Regions from separate parts of the Mus musculus genome. Here region 2 is linked to region 1. Evidence: chromatin contacts called from public HiChIP or PLAC-seq data. All regions are on one chromosome and are shown on one strand. Each heading gives the region's core, a stretch centred on a gene start, on an enhancer-like site or on the middle of the called end of the contact. The rest is flanking DNA. Distances are from core to core; before and after follow the strand shown. Region 1 overlaps Oxct1 (3-oxoacid CoA transferase 1). Region 2 has its middle 81 kb from the start of Mroh2b.

Region 1 (5,507 bases), core at 1,053-3,552:
CTGTATATTGCGTTAAGCTCTTGTGATCAGATTTCCTAACATGACTGAAAGAAAACAAAGTAACAGAAGAAATCTGAAAGTCTGTCTGAAAGCTTGAAAGCCAGGCCGCAGTTGTAATGGAATAGGAAATTCAAAGGATCCCTTTCATCGTTTGTATCCTAGCCACAAGCTCAGTGTGTCATTGACTGGCCTGAGGGGTAGGATGGGGTCCGTTAGTCATCTTAGGCAACAGTAGACCTCTAGATAGGGCATATGGCATAGTTAGATTTAAAGCAGCTTTAAAAAACAGAACAATTCATTATTCTGAATTGACAAATGTCTATTCTCTTTGCCTTGGTGGCTCAAGGAAGGTAGTCTCTAGAGGCTGACGTGACAATGCTGGGCTCCACCTCTAGGGAGATGAACTGGTCAATGAAGGGATGTCCACCAGTGATGGGAATGTAGTGCTGCTGGTTTTGTTGCTATTCTGGGGAGCTGGGAGGTCAATGATCATGTCCTTTACTGTCTGACATTTGTCCCTAGCTGTGTCTTCCATCTGGAGTTTTGCTCCTTTTCTGGGACTGACCCATATTGATTCCAGCTTTAATTCAAATGTGTGTGTGTGTGTGTGTGTATGTGCGCGCACACATGTGTGTATTAGTATTTAGTCTCACTTTTTCATTGCCAAATTAGGTTAAAAACAAATCAACCCCGGGAATCTAATGAAAATGGAGCTTAGGAGCATATGATAAAAGTGCCCTCTAAAATTGGGTTGATATTCTGATAGCTTGTTAGAAAATGTAACCTTAACATACCCCAAGAGACTGGAAGGATAGAATCTTTTCTAACTTTTCATATGTGTCTAGAGCCTGGTGCATGAATTTAGTACCTCTCTGACCACTTTCTGTGTGTATCCGTTTGTCTCCTTTGTCTCTTTTCTCTCCATCCCTGCCTCCCTCGATCTCTATTCTGCCTATCGTCTGCTCACATAGCTTAGAGTTCGTTCGCTATGGTCAGAAGCTAGTGAAATACATATGAATGTGATGTGTTCTGAGTTACATCTTGTGAAGATAACTCTCACTATTGAGCGGTGAGTTTTATGGTGGCCCAAGTTGGGAGGCTGTGCATTGATCCTGGTGGGGAATGAACAGGAGCTGGGATAAGGTGGTGAGATAGAGTTTATGCTAAGTGATCAGAATTAGGTCGGATGTTGATGGTAGAGCCACATGTGACACAGAGGACAGAAAATGATTGCTGCTTATTGAGATGGCAATGCATGGGGTAAGAAGATCTCAGTCTGTTTGGGAAGAGGTTTACTTAAGTTCCGGAGACTCAAGAGGAAGTGACTCTGGTCAGAAAGTTTATAGAACAGGAGGCAGGGCATGCATGTAGGCATTCAGACCCTTGGGGCTAGACAGTGTCCTGGACACCTGTGTGAATGGAGAGTCCCTCCTTACCAGTTAATGGCCACACAGAAGAAGAAAGGCTGCAGTAGAAGATGGGAAGGGAGGTTCAAAGGAAAGCAGGGAGCTTGGTGATTTGAGAAATAAAAAGAGGGAGCAGTTGGGTTAAAGGAAGAAGGATGACTAGAACTGAGCAGGGGTGTGCAGACACAGAGGTCACTGGCAAAATCTAACTGGAGTGGACTCAAGAAGAACCTAAAGATGAGCCCGAGGCCAAATGCACTGCTTTAAGTGAGCAAGGCAGTAAGCTTGATGAAGCTAGTAGCTTCCGTCTTTGAAAGGTAGAACAGGCAACGCTAGGTAACGTGTTTAGAAAAGACTTGTGTTTTCTATGTCTCAACCTTCATCCCTGGTGGTTTGTTTGTTTGTTTGTTTGTTTGCTTCCTTGTGTGAAAGCTTTGTTATGGAGGTATTGAAACTCTGTAGGCCCAGGCTTCTCTGAATCTCCCAGCAGTCCTCTTGCCTCTGTATCCCAAGGGCTTGGATGATAATCACTCGCCCCATCGTTGATGTTCACAGTGATGATTTATGAAGGACATAAACCTTTAAAATAATTGTGTGTGTCGATGTGCAGTTAGTGTCATGTAACTGCATAGGAGTGAAGTCTTCACTGGTGGTTTTCATAGCTCATGTTTTCTAGCTAGAAACTGAGATATCTTTGGAGAAACTTTCCTTTACGAAATAGTCTGTTTGAAGCTCTAGAAGGAAGGCTGGAACCTCAGTGATGGAGTATATGAGACCCCACGTTCATATATCATCACCTACCCCCACCCCAAACAAAGCTAAGCAGACCCCAACGCTGTGTTGGACGCTTCTAAAAAACACATCCCGTCTGTTTTCCACTAGAGGGCACAGGAGGAATGTGACTGGAGTTCTGCCTTCACGGGGCTGCATTTATGCAAGACAGATCCAGCCCTCCCTGGTGCTGTTTCAGTTCTCTCTTTAATTCCCAGAGGCAAATCTCCAAGGGAAAAGACAGGAAGGACATAATGGGAAAGAAGAGTTTGGTTTTTATAGTCTCTCCCAAAAGGCAGTAAATGTTAAAAACAAAACAAAACAAAAAAAACAAGTCAATAGCATTGTGTTATATTAATAATGTGCAATTTGTTAAAACCAGCATTTATAGTAGCATGGAAATCAAGAATTTCCTATGAGCAAATGCAAAGCTCATATAGGATTTTATGTGAAGAGAATCTATCCAAGGAAGTAAATGAAGATGCTCCTACACGGAGGCCTGCATTGTGTACACAGTAGGGAGGCATGCAGTGTTGCTTTTTAGTTAGGTTACTTTTCTGTTATCATTGATTCTCTCAACACAAATTATAGATCACGGTTAAAGAGAAACAAGAGGTAAGCCATTTCTTGTAACATACACGTTTTAATTTGGAGGGGGGTAGAAGAAAAGAGGGACTATTTTCCATTGTCTCAAAGGTAACCAAGGCACACAGTCAAATGAATATTAACACCCTGTACCACTTGTGGAGGTTTGAGTTTCTCAAATGTACCAGACTTGCCCTTACTGTGGAACCCGTGAGCACATTCTCTTCCTGAAGCCTCGCTGGACTATTCTGAGGAAGCCTTCTGCTACCGAAGAAGTCTCTTGAGATCCCTCTCCCTGAAAAAGCCACTGTCGCTAGGCGTCCGCTCCTCGCGTGTGCCTCTTAGGAGCCCAGGCATCTGCATCCTGCACAAATACCTGACAGCGTTCATTTGTCTCTTGCAGGTGAGGGAGTTTAACGGTCAGCACTTCATTTTGGAGGAAGCCATCACGGGAGATTTTGCTCTGGTGAAAGCATGGAAAGCAGACCGGGCAGGCAATGTGATTTTCAGGTACTGTACTAGTTAAACAAAACAGGATAGAACACAGCAAAACCTACCACTGTAGGCAGTCCACTCTGCTCCTTGTGAGATGCTGCCTGACCGTTTTAAAATGGCTTACAGTCTTGTGTATGTGCACGTGTCCAGAAGAACCTCGAGTGCCTGCTGGTGGTCCTGCTGATGTGCTAAACTTACTGGCTTGCTACATAACTGGATCTAGGGCTGGGATGTAGCTGTATTGGTAGAGTGCTTGCCTAGCACACCCCAAGCCTTGGGTTTGATTGCCCACACTGGGTATGGTATTACATTCCCAGCGGTAGGGGGTGGTGGTGGAATTAGGCAGATCAGAAGTTCCAAGTCATCCTCACTGTATAATGGGTTTGAGGCCAGCCTGGACTACATGAGACCCCGTTTAAGAAGAAATGGGTTGATGTACTCTTGTACACAGCTACATACAACCATTTTCTCCCATCTGTGTTTTAGTTGCCAAGAGTATTTTCTTTGCAAACATGACAGCAGCCAGCACTTATCTTTTATTTTCATGTTATTTCTAAATAGGATCATAAAGTGTCAAGATTACGCTGATGTTTTGGGGAAGATCGTTAATAAATAATAGTTTAGGTGAATTTTTTTTTCTTGTACAGTTGATGTCACCTAGGAGAACCTTCTAAAGGTTCTGTCTGAAAAGCTAATGATCTTTACAAATGCTTGTTTTCCTTCTCTGGATAGCCACGGGCCTACATGATTTTCCTGTCGTTTGATTAACCTTTGCATACTGAATTCTAAGTAATTATGAGTATTTAATGTCTTAGACTTGTAGATTAGTTGTGTTTTGAACTATACAGGGCCACTTGGGCTCTGTATATAACAGGTGAGCTATATGGTCTCTCTCAGTTTTGTTATTTGCTGCTTTAAATGAAGGATTGCGGACTGGGTGTGGTGGCGCACGCCTTTAATCCCAGCACTTGGGAGGCAGAGGCAGGCGAATTTCTGAATTCAAGGCCAGCCTGGTCTAAGGAGTGAGTTCCAGGACAGCCAGGGTTGCACAGAGAAACCCTGTCTCAAAAAAACAAAAACAAAAAAAAAAAAAAAAGAAGGGTTGTGGTTTTTTAAATTTTAAAAATTTTAACATGCAGTTTGGCATCAAGCACAGTCAGACTGTCAGTGGCACTTTCATTGTTATTTATTTACTCCTTTATTTATTATTTCTGAAGGACTCAATGAGATATTGATGCTCTGATTCCTTGTATTCTAGGCGTGTGGTATACAATGACTACTGGAAATTCTAGGCAGGCATCTGACATCTTGCCTGCTTTCTTTGACCTTTATTGTGATGCTTGTAGAGTTCTGATGCTTTATAAAAAAATGAGTGAAGTTATACCCCAAGTGACAGTTAACTACTTAAGACATTTGTAGAATTTCACCCTGTGTTCTCATGCCCAGCTGTGTTTTCTGAAGACTTAACTTGGGTGGCTCTAAGCTGCCCATGTGTAGGTGCTGACGGCCACTGAGCTTCGGTGTGAAGGGAAAGCTCTCAGCACAGTGCTCAAGGGCTCGAGAGTCTTAGGATGCAAATCCCATTCAGAGTCACTGTGAGTGGGCTCATCCAGACCCCCACACTTGCTCTCCCAGGACTCGCTAGACGGCTCACTGAGCACCAGTGAGTGGTTCCTATAGTGTCAGCTAACAGAGGCTCCTCGCTTGGAGAAAAGACAAGGGCTTCTGTGAAGCCCCTTCTCCCTTTCTCTCTCCCTTACTGCTGGTTAGAGCCGAGGGCCCGGTGCACACCAAGGAAGTGCTTTACTACCAAGCTACATCCCCGTAGTGCACATCCCTGTGTGTGTGTGCAGTTTCTCAGTGCACTATGAGAACTGTTTCACTATGGGAGCAAAGTCCAATCTTGGTTAAAAGACTGGAGGAGTTATTTCAGACATTTATGAATACCCACTTCATTTTTCTGTGTAAAAGCTATTGACTGAGCATGAAAAATTTAGTTTTTCCTTCCACCTACTATAAAAATCATACAGACTGAATGAAATGGCCATGAGATCTTTTACATTTGAAGACAGGTGCAAGTCATGCACCCGTCGATGCCGATTCTTGGGAGAGGAAAAGTCTGCGTTTTCAGGTCTCTGATCCTTCTCCCTCTTCTGTCCTCCTTGTCTGGTACAGGAAAAGTGCAAGAAACTTCAATCTGCCAATGTGCAAAGCTGCAGGAACTACCGTGGTGGAGGTAAGAAACGAGGC
Region 2 (5,507 bases), core at 912-3,411, 760 kb after region 1:
ACCAACTCTACTGTGTAAAGATAGGGTCATCGATGCGTGAGAAAACAGTAAACATCTGTACGCTGGGAGCGGTGAGGTGTGCAAACATAAAGGTGGAAATACTGAACCCTGGGAGGTGCCCAGATTAGCGTGCCTAGTGATAAGTGAATTTACTATTCAAAAACAATGCACAAGAAGTGAGGAAACTGGATGGGAATGCAGTATAATGATACATATGTTCAGGGATGTCATAATAAAAAACTATTACTTTGTATAATCTAAAAAAATTTGTAAGTCATTATACGTAGAGTAAACTGGCATAGTCATAAATTGCTGGGCAAAATTCTCTTGTGTCGTTCGTTGTCATACTGTTACTCTTCCACCCCCTCTGCCGTTTGATCATCCCCTATCTAATGCCAGCATCTGTTGTCCTGTGTCACATTTCTGAGTCAAAATGCCTTTATCAATTGAGCAAACTGTCTCACATTGCACAAAGTACATAGAGACATCAGAGGACCTTTGAAGCCAGTGAGAAACACTATTGTCACAATTAAAAGTAATAAAAATCCATAGCATTTTTTCAACAGAACAGACAGAAAGCCAGAGAGTCCATAATAAACGTCACAAATACCCAACTTTCGTGTATTCATTTCACAAACCACTTCTCAGTTTGCACAGTGTAGCAGGGACTGATCCGGGTCCTAGGAGGTACTGCTGGCAACCACCGCATTCTTTTAAGAATGCCTAGTTTTGAGATGAATCACACACAACACAGCTGACCCTGATCTTATAGTTGATGTCAAAACCTTAGGGTCTTCCTTCTCCTTCCTCACCCTACACAGGGATGTGTAGACGCTGCTTCTGTAAGTCTCCAATGCAGGGGAGTGGGGGGTGGACACCCACTTCAGGCCACGAGCCACAGCCACCTGGTAGAAATCTTCCTGCATTTTGCATATTAAATGCAGCCCTTCCTCCTCTCGTTAATCCTAAATCCTTGACAACATCATAAAGATCTTGTAATACAAAATGAGAAAAAAATGAGCAGGAAAGGCCCTGAGAAAACATATTTTCCTAGTGTAATTAGAGTTGAGTTGGCATCTCCTCTAGGATTCACTGGTCCATCATCCTCCCACGCAAGCCACCCATGGACTTCTGGCACTGAGAGTAGAGAAAGCTTGTATGCCTCCTACCCTCAGGCTTCCTGAGACAATTCAAGAATAAGATCTGTTAAATAGGACCACATCCCAAAGTAAGAGTCAAGAAGCTTTCTCCAAAGCTGACTTGGCTGCTCTCCCCTACAAAACAGATCTCAGAGAGGAAAGGAACCCCATGGGGGAGGGGAGATGGTCCCCCAGGAATCTACATACAACATTCATAGTGGTCATTTAATCCCTTCCTCTGAAAGAAAGGTGAAATTTCAAGACCTGTAAGTCATATAAAGTACTCAGAAATTGCTGGTTGTTTGTGAGCCTAGAGGCTGCCTGGGGCTGAGAAAAAAAGAAAAACAAACCGGGGCATGCCCCATAGTTAAAACATTCCTGGGAACAGCTTGACCATAGAGATAAAGAGGAATGTGAAGACATAACAGGGCTATCTGAACTGAGTCAATAGCTCACAAAACTCTGACATCCTGCACGTACATGTAATTTTTCTGCTGATGTTTGAATAAGCCAATAGTGTGTCACTATGCTGAATTCCACACCCCTAAACCCCTTACCCCATAAAAACCCCTAGCTTTCGAGCCTCGGGGTGGAATCCACTGTCTCCTGCATGAGATATGTTTCCACCTGGAGCTCTGCCATTAAACTGCCTCCTGTGTTTACAGCAAGAAAGGATTCTCGTGTTTCTTTTTGTGCTCTCTCTCTCCCGAGACTAGAGTGGGGGTCCCCAAAAGGGGGTCTTACACCTCTCTTCTGGGTGAAAAAAAAGGAAGATACTAAAAAAAATCTCTTCCCCACCTCCAAGCCACTACCAAAGCCACCAAAGGAGTCATTTGTGAGGCAGGGGCCACCTACAGTTAAGAGTAAGCAGGTACTGCAAGAAACCACTGAACACAGCCATTCTCTGTGGAGAGAAAGATCAGTTTTCATAAAAAGAAAGTGACTGGCTGCCTTGGACAGTAGAGAACAGAAGCCAGCTGCAATCACTTGTGGTGTTACACCGGGACCTGTGGTGAGGAGCAGCTGCTCAGAGAGTGGAAGTGCTACAGCTGTGGTCAGAAGTGTTTCAAAGTTAGCTGGAAGCTGTGGTCAGGAGCATTCAGCTAAACCAGCAAAGGCTTCTGAAAAAGACTTTCTGTTTCTGTTTCCTTGGAAAAACCGCGCTCCATTGGGGTCGACTTAGAGTCATCCTCATCAACACTGCTGCTTTGGAGGCCACTTCTCTACGACCTAAGAGTAAGGGCCTGGCATGTGCTGTGGAATGTCAGCTCTGCTGTTGGTGGTGGGGTTTCTAAGAGGGTCCTGAAAATACTGATCCATGTCAACGCATTTCCCCCTTCCTTCCGCGAGCTCAGAGCACTTCCTGTTTAGTATTGAAAGCAAGATGCTTTCAAGAATGGCTGGGCATGAGGAATCCTTCCTCTTCTGGCTTCCAGTAATTGCCAGCAGTCCTTGATATTCTTTGGTTTGGGGATGCATGGTTTCTATCATAACCCTGACCAACTCTTCTTTTTGCAAATGCCTAGATCCAACTCACCCTCTTCTGGGACTCCTTCGGGCACCTATATTCACGTGTACAAACTTGCACAGAGACACACATGTATACGGATCATTAAAAATAAGGACAAACCTTTTAAAAGTATTTCCTATTTGTTGTCCGTAGTATAATCAAAGATCGGGCCAGCAATAATTATTATTTTGATTAAAAATGACTCACACGTACTTTAAAGTATTTCTCTTTTCCTTGTAACTTTTTCCTTTCAGTGAGGACAAGTTGATCCTTTAGCTCTTTGGTTACTTTGTCTCCAAGAACTTTTTAGTGCTCTAACCCATTAAAGTCTGCATTAAGCTAATTTGCATACCATTTATCAGTTGAATTCTTCACACTCTGATATTAATATTAATATGGCAATTTAGTACAATAGGTGTTAAGAGCTACTAATAAAATTATCACCAGGAAGCAGAGAGCAGCAGCCGAGCATATTAAATACCTGGAATTTAGATTGGGAGTCTCCGGCTCTGTCCTAAAAGATTAAATAAATTCTAGGTCAAAGGTAAGAAGTTTCTCCTCTGAGGCTAATGAAGATGAGTGCTAAGCATCTGTGTGTGTTGCCTGGGTGGCTGAAAATTAGATCGGTTCTTTTTAAATATAGATTTTGAGTCTGTTGACTGTAATATGCTGACAAAATAAGTGACCTCCCCGACTGTTAAATTTTGTTAGGATCAGAGTCACTGAAGGCACATGATCTCAAATTTCAAGTACTCTAGTGGCATGGTGTTTCAGCCTGACAAAGGGTTGCTTTTTCAATCTTCAGTAAATATGACATTTTAGGTAGGTTTTTTTTTTCCTTCCCTTTCTACAAAGGACTTCTGCAACGCTCAAATCTGCTTAGCTTTGAAAGTTGAAATTCTCTGTTGTTCCCAAGAGATCGTCCACAAGGTAACACCTCTTCCATATCCTTATCTGAATGCTACTCCTCCATGAGAAGCTGTCAGATTGTGATGATTCTAGCTCTTGGATGCCAAACTGCCCTGACGCTTGATTAATTGGATTCCAAATGGCTGGTTTCCTCTAAGGTCACCTTTGTTCTTTTGGAATATACTGTAAGCATCCGACTTCTAACCAAACAAATGGCCTGCAAGATCAGAGTTGTCCCCAGTCTGTTTATGCATGTGAGTCAGGTCGATGCATCCCTATTTGTCTTCTTGACAAGTTCTGGCTGCAACAGCCTTAGCTCCACATGTCCACTGTCAGATAGTGAAGGTAGATGTCACCAATCAAGGGGCTCCAGGGGACAGATGGTATGCAGAAAGTCATTCAGAGATTTATATAGAAGGATGTTTATCACAACATTATTTATAATAGCAAACAATGACAGATCTTAAATATCCAATAATAAATTATGGTCACAGCAGATGATAGCACAGTATGAGGTCACTGATATCTTTTTTTTAAAGCTTTAAGGAACACTTTTAATAAAAACTTAAAACCATACTGTGAAATTTCTCCATGTATATAAATGACTTTTATGTAGTCACTGTGGTGCATACCTGTAACCACGTCACTTGGGAGATAGAGGCAAGAGGGTTGGAGGTTCAAGATCAGCTTCAGTTATATAGTAAGACCTTTCCTCAAACAAACCAAAAATGATTTAAATGAAATAAAATCATGCCTAAAAGAATAATGACTGAGAAAATAAGTATTGTTAAAAGATAAGAGTAAGGGTTTTGTTTGTTTGTTTGTTTGTTTTGGTCTCTTTGCTTGTGTAATCTAGATTTTATCCAAATGGCATGCATTTTTTAACTAGATATGAAAATTCATTTTTGCCTTCTTTGTGAGAACAGATAGTTAATTCTGCTGTGTACATAGGCTGACAGCGTGGATGACAAAGGCCTCCCTGGTCTGGATTTACTCATGTGAGGCATGTTTGGCCATTTTTAGCTAAATTTGTGAGCCTCTCTTGTATCATTCATTGTTTCCATATAAATCCTAAATTCCTTCAAAGTCACAAGAGTTAAGTTTGTAATCATGCACATAACAAAGATGAGCTTGGTGGTTAATATAGAGGTTCTGAGGATATACTTAAACCAGCATTGTACATAGTTGGAAGCAGTGAGTGACTATTAAATGTTATATACACAAATAATGTCATAAAGAAATTTTAAGAGCCGGGCATGGTGGCACACAATTTTAATCCCAGCACTTGGGAGGCAGAGGCAGCCAGATTTCTGAGTTCGAGGCCAGCCTGGACTACAGAGTGAGTTCCAGGACAGCCAGGGCGATACAGAGAAACCCTTTCTCAAAAAAAAAAAAAAAGAAAAAAAAAAAAGAAAAAATAATAAATTTAAAAAATGTTATACTAAACAGTTGAATTTAAAAATCAAGCCTAGACTCAAGAAGGTAGACACCAACAACTCAAATAACCCAATTAAAACCCGGCTATAACAGATGTAAAATGTGTTTTAAATACTCTCACTATGTCATGTGGTATCATATAAGGGCTTTTGAATATATTTCTTAATGATTCATTTTTAATATTTTATGCTCTTTTATTATGCTTAGCTCCCTAAGCATATTCTGTATGTTTTGGAACAATTTAGTATTTGACATTAGATATAGGATCCTCAGCTATGAAATGACACTTTTAGGATATGAAAATATAAGTTGAACAAATTTTTTATGTATTATTTGATTCTCAAAATAATATTATTAATATGTTTGATGTATAAAATGCATTTAAATAATAAACATATTTAAAAAAAAAACAGGTATAAAGCTAAACAGAAATCTCAACAGGATTCTTAAAGAAATGCTCAGAGTCCTTAGTTACCAGGGAAATGTAAATCAAAACAACTGGGAGGTTCCAT

The links. HiChIP or PLAC-seq counts read pairs in DNA pulled down with a chosen protein or histone mark.
Region 2: a contact with region 1 is called in a RAD21 HiChIP or PLAC-seq map of pro-B cells, with 9 times the contacts expected there. The contact joins two enhancer-like sites. A contact is called at or near these places in 1 of 15 datasets of contacts at CTCF or cohesin (pro-B cells) and 2 of 484 Hi-C or Micro-C datasets (the N1E-115 cell line and cortical neurons).

What each region holds. Positions count from the first base shown.
Region 1 is chr15:4,054,504-4,060,010 of GRCm38.p6, forward strand. It overlaps Oxct1 (3-oxoacid CoA transferase 1), which reads left to right. Exons shown (of 17, transcript NM_024188.6): 6 at 3,166-3,272; 7 at 5,433-5,493. Among named protein-coding and RNA genes, the nearest start is that of BC037032, 30 kb to the left of the region's middle. Within about 2 kb of position 2,303, at least 12 of the 459 cell types and tissues checked have an H3K27ac peak or open chromatin away from gene starts, as enhancers often do. A contact at or near this core is called in pro-B cells, where this site is marked.
Region 2 is chr15:4,814,775-4,820,281 of GRCm38.p6, forward strand. No RefSeq gene overlaps it. Among named protein-coding and RNA genes, the nearest start is that of Mroh2b, 81 kb to the right of the region's middle. Within about 2 kb of position 2,162, at least 89 of the 459 cell types and tissues checked have an H3K27ac peak or open chromatin away from gene starts, as enhancers often do. A contact at or near this core is called in pro-B cells, where this site is marked.